2 separate regions of the Zea mays genome follow, and region 1 is linked to region 2. Evidence: chromatin contacts called from public Hi-C data. All regions are on one chromosome and are shown on one strand. The core of a region is the stretch at or near the end of the contact, and the rest is flanking DNA. Distances in the headings are between cores, read along the strand shown. Region 1 overlaps LOC100273906 (fiber protein Fb34). Region 2 holds the start of LOC100284728.

Region 1 (4,538 bases), core at 1,339-3,838, 350 kb before region 2:
ATTGAGCCAGATTATTGGGAATTTGTTGACTGCCTTATTTCATTCTCATATAGCCCTAGATATCCATAAGTTTTGTCATTAGTATTCCCTCTGTGATACCACTATCACATGTAATTGTTTGATTTGTTATGCTCTTGCAATGCACATGCTTTTTCGCTAGTTTTCGAAACTAGAAAAAACTCTTCTACATCTATAAGAACCTCAAGGTGCTTGGTTGGTGGCCCTGAATCTGAAGTTTTATTTGCATCTCTTGAGTCCTTAACGGGACGATACGTGTTAAAAGCTTCCTCCACTATGATCCAATCATCCTGGAGTGGAGACCTCTATTCTGGTTCCAGGAAGCTGTTATTTGGTTAAGGTGGGAGTTTTGTGAAACCTTTGTTGCTTTAAAACCTGATCTGAAGTGTCAATAGCCAAAGGAAAACTAGATTTTTCTGAGCTTTGATTACTAAACAAGTTTGTTTCTGAAATTTCATTCCTATGATCAGTCTTTATTCTTCCTTCAAAAATCTTGGTATTCAGAACTAGGATGATAGTTTCCAGATTCGCTATTAACTCCCACTACTGGGTCCTTTTTGGCATGTGCATTTGTCTTCCTGTCTATGCAGAAACATTTGCAGCTGGTGTATAAATACATTGTTTCTGTTGTTGTACCATTTTTTTAACGTCGCAGGAGAGCTGCGAGTCATTTCATTAAGGAGAGAAGAAACAAGAGTACGACGCAACTGGAAAAATAGCGTCGAGTACAAGGCGGTTAGGAACTAACATGCCACAGCCACACACATGACCACATCACTTGTACACGACCACAGCCACCCGAAACAAACTTTGAGCAGCCCTCGAGTTTTATGATGCTTTGATCGGTTCGGCTGAGCAAAGAGACTTCACTCTGGATTTTCTTTCCTTAGGTGTGCAGCAGCATGACCTGTCTGAGCTTGAGGTGCCATTTACTGAGGAAGAGGTCTGGGCTACTATCAGAGAGATTCCGTTGGACAAAGCTCCCTTATCAGGACGTTGTTAGTGTTTGTTAGATCTTGATAGAGGTTGTTAAGATGTGTTAGGCAGCCTTGGCTATATAATGCCAGGGAAACAAGGAATAAAACAAGCAATTAGCAACCAACCTTGTTGCTAGCTCCCCCCCCCCCCCCCCCCCCCCCCAGGGAGTTGGTACTCTCACCTGTGCCTCCTGTTTCCTCCCTCAGCCTGTGATCACGGTGCCCAAGCGCCAGCCACAGCCTGCTAGCAACTGCCTGCCAGCCCTTGATTCGTATTTCCTGCGCCAGTATCACCATTGCTCCTGCTTAATCTTTCTGAAAATTGAGCAACTCATGGTACCTGGGTGGTTTTTTTATTAGGTCAGGTGTAGAAATTGAATTGGACCATTCAATTTGATACTTTGTTTGGCACTTTGGCATTTTTCAAATTCCATGAGATCAGATGTTGGTAACTTGTCAAGGTTTTGTTGGTCATCACATTGGTTATATAATTCCATGAGATCAAGCGCCTTTTGGAAATAACTTTGTCCTTCCATTTTTGTTCCCCTGTTTGCAGGATAACATTCCTCGTCGCAGAAGCTTGTCTCATAGGAGGATCGGTGAGGAATGCAAAGCACACCAAGTATTTAGGCTACTACATGAAGCATGATTTGGTGTCGTGCGCCGCCCTTCGCAAGGGAGTCTTTGCAGCAGCTGCTGCAATGATGATCATCAACCTCCTGGCGTCCCTGGTGTACTACTGGAGTTACTCAAAAGCTGCGACGGGTGGGTTCATGAAGCACCAAAATGAGGTTGGTGTGGGCATGACGGATTACGGCCTTGACAAGGGTGTTTCTGGGCCCTGAGTGAGATGGAATCTTATTGGCCTCTGTGCGGTATTAATACTATCGTCGAAATGTATGTGGATGAAGTTGAGTTGTTTCTCTACGGTGTGCTGTGAATGATATACCATAACTGTACAATGGCATGGGTGGTGATATTGTAGGGTTCGTGCTGTGAAAAATGCGGTAGCACTAGTTGTGTTTGGTGTGCTGCACGAGCACGACACCGACTTCTTCCTGCTCGCTGCTGGCGGTGGTTGTTCGCAACACAAATGCGGGACTTCAATGTTCTTGGCTGTCATTAAATTATGCAAGGTGGTACTGTACTGATTTTGCACTAAAATGGCATCTGTTAGGCCTGCAGGCGAGGCCCGGCTGCATCTTTATTCGCCACATATAGTTTTCTTTTGGGACAATTGCATGGTTGCCCTTGTTCACGATTCTAACTCCATCTTACTTTTTCGAACTTTGCACTGTTGCTCCTTTTTTTATAACAAACCTCTGTTTACCCATATTTCGTTATAAGCACATAATGATGTCAGCTCAGCCTAAAAAAGACGCTTATACTCTTGCACCATTACCTCTCTTATTATCAACTGCCTGTAAATTTGCTCTTTGATATGGAATTCTGAAAATATCCGTAATAATAGAGCCGTTTGTTAAATTTCTAAAAATATCCGCAATGAAATTACACGGCGTCATCAGTCCGTCTCATCCGCTCTCGTGAACACAGCCGGCTGACACCGTAGCCCCACCCCCACATCTGACGGTGGCAAATAGATTAGTAAAAAGACGTCCAATTAATTCATCGCCCCTTCTACGAAAATAGCTAGGATCACCTCATGCCTTCTCTGTTCTACCAAAAAAAAACACAGATCGTTCCATCTCAAAAACTGGTATACGACCTTCATATCCCATGTAATCTCAACTAAACTAAACACATGATTAGTCACTTGTTGAGGACCAAATTAGGTACATGGACAGTCTGACGGCCTGGCCTTTTGATCCGAACGGTCCACACGAATGATCAAGACGGTCTTTAACTTCGGCTAGTCCTTATTTCATTCGTGATTATCCTAACAAATTCATGAGAAACTGTTGGGTATTGGCTTGGAACGGGTCCAGACCTCTATATATATGAAAGGGTACAACCGATTGAGAACATGCAATCCAATCGAACCAATCTATCTATATTATCATTTATTAGGAGTAGACATAGCGTAGCTCTAGTTGTAGTATCTCAATCTTAATCTTCACCTCTCTTCGACTCTACGCCGTCTAGAGGCGCTTTGGGTAGCCTGCCGATCTCGAAGCAAAGCATATGGCATAATCTTGCTAGGAATCACAAAGTCGCTAGATGAATTGCCAAAGGGCAAATGGGCAGATGAACTCATCAAAGTTGTGTGGAATCATAACATGTCATTACCGAGATCTACTGTTTTCACACCGTTCATGCTCCTCTTCGGGGACGAAGTTGTTACCACCGAAGAAATCAAGTTGGGATTAGCAAGAGTCGCAGCTTCGACTGAAGAACAGGACAACAAGAAAGTTATAGCAAGCAGAAACCACAAGATGGAGAGACAGGAAAGTGAAGCTCAAGAACATAGAACAGGAAGAACGCAATAAAACTGTGTTGATTACCAGATGGGGTCTCACAAGCCGATGACGATGATACTGTTCGATGACAAAATAATCTATGCAAAACACACTCATAATGTGGCGGTGGCTGCTGAATAAATAGAGCATTAGGGTGTGCGTGACCCCTAGTCTCGCCCCTAATGGGCTCCAATGCATACATGATCCAACGACCCAACAGGGTGACGCAGCACCAAAACATAATCTAAACGCTAAATTGTTTCGATGATTCCCGTTGACTCTGGATGAATTTTAAGGTGGGACCAATTGGGTTGGTTAGATAATCGCTTTATCTTTCCAACCATATCAAGTCTATCGCAATCGGAGTCCGGATACATACTAGGTATCCATTTTAGTACAGACTGGTCCTGGAACCCGAGATGGAGTCATAGTCGAGTCGGATTTGTTCTCCTTCCTGTCGTGGACGCCCTTGCTGCTTCTCCTCGACACCTTGGCCTTTCCCAAGTCCTTGCTGGTCCTCTCCAAGATTCCTAATCATCAAAACATCTATTGCCCCAAGCGCAAGCTCTGAAACACAATTGACTAGGGTAGAATGTACCTACAGATTTAGCTGTCGTGCACGCAAATCGTGTTATTGGTCCATACATTATATGTATAGAAGTGATGTCCTCATCATCATCCCCCTCTTGAATTGGAGTCGTCCTCGACTCGATCTCATCTTCCTCACCCATATATGGCTTGAAATCCGAAATGGTAAAGGTGGGACTAACCCTAAAATCTAGAAGCAACTGAATTTATATGCATTATCATTATTTTTTTTCAAGAACTTTATAAGGACCAGTAGCACGTGGCATGAGTTTAGACTTTCTTAAATCAGGAAACCTATCCTTTGTCAAATGGATCCACACCAAGTCACATGGTTCCAATTTTATTTCCTTCCTACCTTTACTAGCAGCAATAAGATACTTTTCATTCATCTTTTAAATTTGCAACTTAGCTGTTTCATGCAACTTAAGTATTAATTCGGAACATTGTGTTGCAAGTTCACAATTTTATAAGTTGGTAAAGGTAGCAAATCAATTGGAGCACGAGGATTAAAACCATATACTACCATCAATGGACTAAG
Region 2 (4,227 bases), core at 194-2,693:
GTAGTTTTACACAAATTTGGTAATTAGATATTATACTCACCATAATTTTTTTGTAAAATTTTAGAAGTAATAGTTTAATTACAAAAAAGCTACATAAAGAGAACTTAATATTTTTTTGTCTCTGATTCATTTCTTCTTTGATAAGACCAAAATTTTTACTAGAGCTAAACAACACTATTACTAAACTAAGAATTTTTTTTGTTGATTTTATTAAGAAAGTTAAGTGGTCTTTCTTCTAATTATTATCTAAATCAGTTCTGCATTTGTTTTTTATAAAACTTACCAAACACTAATAAAATAATCTCCATTTTTTACACAAACCTTCTCCTATCTACACTAACATACACAAATATTTCCAGATTTTTCTGAGAATTTTAAATCTAGACCCATAAATATGTAAATATTTCTCAGAATTTTATATAGGTTTAGATTTAATGTTCTTAAAAAATCTGAAAATATTTGTATATATTAGTTTAGCTAAGAGATAATCTATGTAAAAAATGGAGATCATTTTTTATTGTTACTAGGTGTTTCTAAAAAACAAATGTAAAATTAATTTAATTATTAATTAGACGAAAGGACACCTATCTTTCTTAATAAAAGCAACACAAAATTTTGTAGTTTATGAATAGTATTGTTTAACTCTAGTAAAAGTTTTAGCTTAATAAGATAATAAATGAATCAGAGACAAAACTCTTAAGTTATTTTTGTGTAGTTTTTTTATTTTTAGTAATTAAATGGCTTCTAGAAATGTTATAGAAAATTACAGCTAACATAATATCTAATTATCGATTTGTGTAAAATTGTATAAAATTTTGATGGTAGTAGAAAAAACAGAATTAAAAAAAGACAAAATAGTTCCATTTAAACAAGTGTCATGTCATCATAACAGTTAACTAAAATTATTTGGAGGTTATTTGTCCGCTTTTATAAAGTTTAGGGCTAGTTTGGGAAAACCATTTTCTCAAGTGATTTTCATTTTATCAAGTGAAAATGAACTGATTTCTCTTGGGAAAATAAAATCTCTTGGGTAAATGGGGTTCTCAAACTAGCTCTTAGATGGTTAAACATCTGGTTTTAAAAGTGAGAGGGTGAAGTAGAGCATGCTCTGAAGGCTAGAGATTACGTATACTTTCTGAACGAAGAGGCGCCCGCTGTCGAGAGTCTAAGCAAACCCACCTGACTACTTCAGTACCTGACTACGAATCCAAATAGGCCTAGGTCTTTAAGCCCACCTGGCGTTCCTGTTCTTCATCCGGCGGAGCCGCGGAGGCCACAAGCGCCTGCTGGCCCACGAAAGTGCCCTAGTTCTTCTTCTTCATTCCTGTCGGCGGTGAAGGCCCATCTGTTTTGCTGGCCCACATCGTGCGGCAGCCCTGGCTGGTCTTCCGTCTTCCTCGAAACCCTGACGCGGCCGCCACGCCATGCTCGCCGCAAGTCCCCTGCGCCAAGTGCCGCCGCCGGGCATCCCATCCACCTCCCGTCCTACTCCCTGAAGGCATGAACCCCCGTTCCAAGCGCCCTATACCGCCGCCATCTCCCGTTCCCCTTTCCTTTGTTCTCTTTCGTCTGCTGGGCAAACCAACGCCGCCAGCCACTGGTCGATCACTTCCAGCCAAGGAGTGGCGGACGCGCAGGGCTTGGAGTGTGGCGGACAGGCGGATCCTGTAGCGGCAGAGACAGGTACGGACGAGAGAGGTGAGTTCTCCGCACGATCGGCTGGGACAGGGGAACGACGCGCGCAACTGTGTGGCCTGGGGGGGCATTAAACGCTTAAACGGCGATCAATCGTCGCTTAATCGATTGCTGTCGGGTACTCCTGGCACTCAGAAGAGGTTGAACTAAGATAGGGATATTCAATGACGGGTGGATCGGGTGTGGTGGTGATAGACAATGGGGGTGGTCTTCTCAAGGCTGGCTTTGGGGGGGACAATGATCCAATTGCTGTTGTCCCCAACTGTATGGCCAAACCCCCTGGTGGCAATGCCAGCTCGAAGAAATGGCTTGTGGCTGACCAGCTGCAGGCAGAAGATGTCGATGTGACTGGCATGACTTTGAAGCGTCCTATTGACCGTGGCTATCTTATCAATACCGAGGTGCAGAGGGATGTGTGGGAACGGGTTTTGCGCAATCTTCTCCAGGTTGATCCTACTAACTCGTCCTTGTTACTGGTGGAACCCATGTTTAACCCTCCAGCGATACAGCATGCAACTGATGAGCTAGTGTTCGAGGAGTTTGGCTTCAACTCGCTTTATGTTGCAGATGGTCCTTCCCTTGTCCACCTTTATGAGGCTAGCCGACAACCAATGATGTTTCGTGCCCAATGCAGCCTTGTTGTTGACTGTGGCTTCTCTTTCACCCATGCATCCCCTGTACTTCAGAACTTTACTCTTAATTATGGTGTTCGGCGTATGGACCTTGGCGGCAAGGCCCTTACAAACTATCTCAAGGAGCTCGTCTCATACCGTTCCCTTAATGTTATGGATGAAACTCTCCTCATTGATGATGCAAAGGAAAAGCTATGTTTTGTCTCGCTTGATGTCCCTGGTGATCTACACCTTGCCAGGTCAGCTGTCTTCATAACCTTTCATGTGCCAACCCTTCTTTTGTTTGTTTAGGGTTAATGTTTCATGTAAGTTCTGAATAAATTTAAAGGTTGGGCCATCTAGGAACATCTAGTGTTTGAACTTTGTCTGTTTAACCAATTTAAGTGCACACATTGATAACCTTTTTTGACAAACTGGATTTTGTAGCTTCCAGAACTAGAGGTGTTGTGCATGCACACATGTTTTTGTGGGAGCTGGTGAACTAGCATTTTGAGCTGAAACTTCACTATAGGCATTAGAAGGCTTGAAAGACCTTAGCATTTGAATTTTAAGAACACAAAACTTATCTTTGTCAAACAAACAAATAGATAACTAACCTAAGGACACTGGAATGTGTTTTTGGGACTATCCTATACTTGGGACTTTTGTTTTCTCATATTGTTGTTTATAGTGTCTTCGTAAAGCACCCTGAATTTACAATGCTAACTCCAGAATCCAGATGCCATTAATGTCGACGGATGCTAAGAGAATGTTATTAAGTACATGTTTCCTTTGCTTGAAAGTTGTTTAGAGGCATTTTCTTAAAATATATTGTGCTGTATTAGGGAAGAAAGAATGAGTTAAATGATGTAAAATCACATTCCTTTGAAATGGGGACCTACTAATGAGTTGACTAAACTATGGGATTTTATGCTACTCAAATCTCTTAGCAGCTTGCTGTGCAATTTCTGGGCAGGTTATCATTTAAGGATAACCCTTTTAGATGTTCTTATATTCTCCCTGATGGTATAACATACAAGAAAGGGTTTGTCAAGGATATGGATGAAGCACTTAGATATCGCACCCTGCCTCAAGTATCAGATAGCAAAGACCATGGTATGGATACAAATAAGTCCGAGGATCGGAAAAAGGCAGAATTAAGTCAAAATGTAACATCCTCGCCTCCTTGGTATTGGCTGCCATGTGGTATTATGATATCATTGATGAGATTTTAACTCTGTAGGAATTTGTCTTGACAAACGAGAGGTTCCTTGTCCCAGAGATGCTTTTTCATCCCATTGATCTTGGTTAGTGACAATGTTATGTCCTGTGTACTTTTGCTCATAAGATTTTGAATATATTCTCTCATATGTGCTCTCAAGTTATTGAACAGCATATCGGTCTCATGCTACTTTTCAGTGTATTTCCTAAAACCATTGCAAAGCACAATAATTATTTCTTCCCATCTGCACATGACCAACCACCAATTCATTTTCCTGATGGGGAGGATTTGCCCTTAACATTGGAATGCAAAACCATTGACATACCTAATCTCAATTACTAGTTTACTACTCGGATAATATCCCTTGCCAGTGACTCAAAAGTAGCAATTCAGTTGACCTTCATAACTTCATATGCATATTAATCACATCTTGGTGAATTTACATCAACTATTCTGTTTTTCCTTTAACATTGGTAAACAATAGAACAGAAGAGTTTCATTGTTTTGTCCATCTTTCTTCCGCACAGTAGTAATGTTAGTTTCATAACAATTGTACTCTGCTATGTTAGCACATTATCTAAGCTTCTCATTTGTTGCCATACTAATCTCTGCTGTGCATATTTGTAGGCATAAATCAAGCTGGGCTTGCTGAGTGTATAGTTCGTGCTGTACAAGCTTGCCATCCATATCTTCAACCTG

Evidence for each region. A called contact is a pair of places that touch in the nucleus more often than the background predicts.
Region 1: a contact with region 2 is called in a Hi-C map of leaf, with 4 times the contacts expected there. The contact joins the enhancer-like site here to the promoter of LOC100284728 in region 2. A contact is called at or near these places in 2 of 25 Hi-C or Micro-C datasets (ear and leaf).

What each region holds. Positions count from the first base shown.
Region 1 is chr10:40,685,396-40,689,933 of Zm-B73-REFERENCE-NAM-5.0, reverse strand. It overlaps LOC100273906 (fiber protein Fb34), which reads left to right. Exons shown (of 3, transcript NM_001148298.1): 3 at 1,552-2,195. The coding sequence ends at 1,840. Among protein-coding and RNA genes, the nearest start is that of LOC100273906, 15 kb to the left of the region's middle. Within about 2 kb of position 2,588, at least 2 of the 20 cell types and tissues checked have an H3K27ac peak or open chromatin away from gene starts, as enhancers often do. A contact at or near this core is called in leaf, where this site is marked.
Region 2 is chr10:40,330,727-40,334,953 of Zm-B73-REFERENCE-NAM-5.0, reverse strand. LOC100284728 reads left to right here and starts at 1,443. Exons shown (of 7, transcript NM_001367196.1): 1 at 1,443-2,566; 2 at 3,283-3,475; 3 at 3,550-3,613; 4 at 4,156-4,227. The coding sequence starts at 1,860.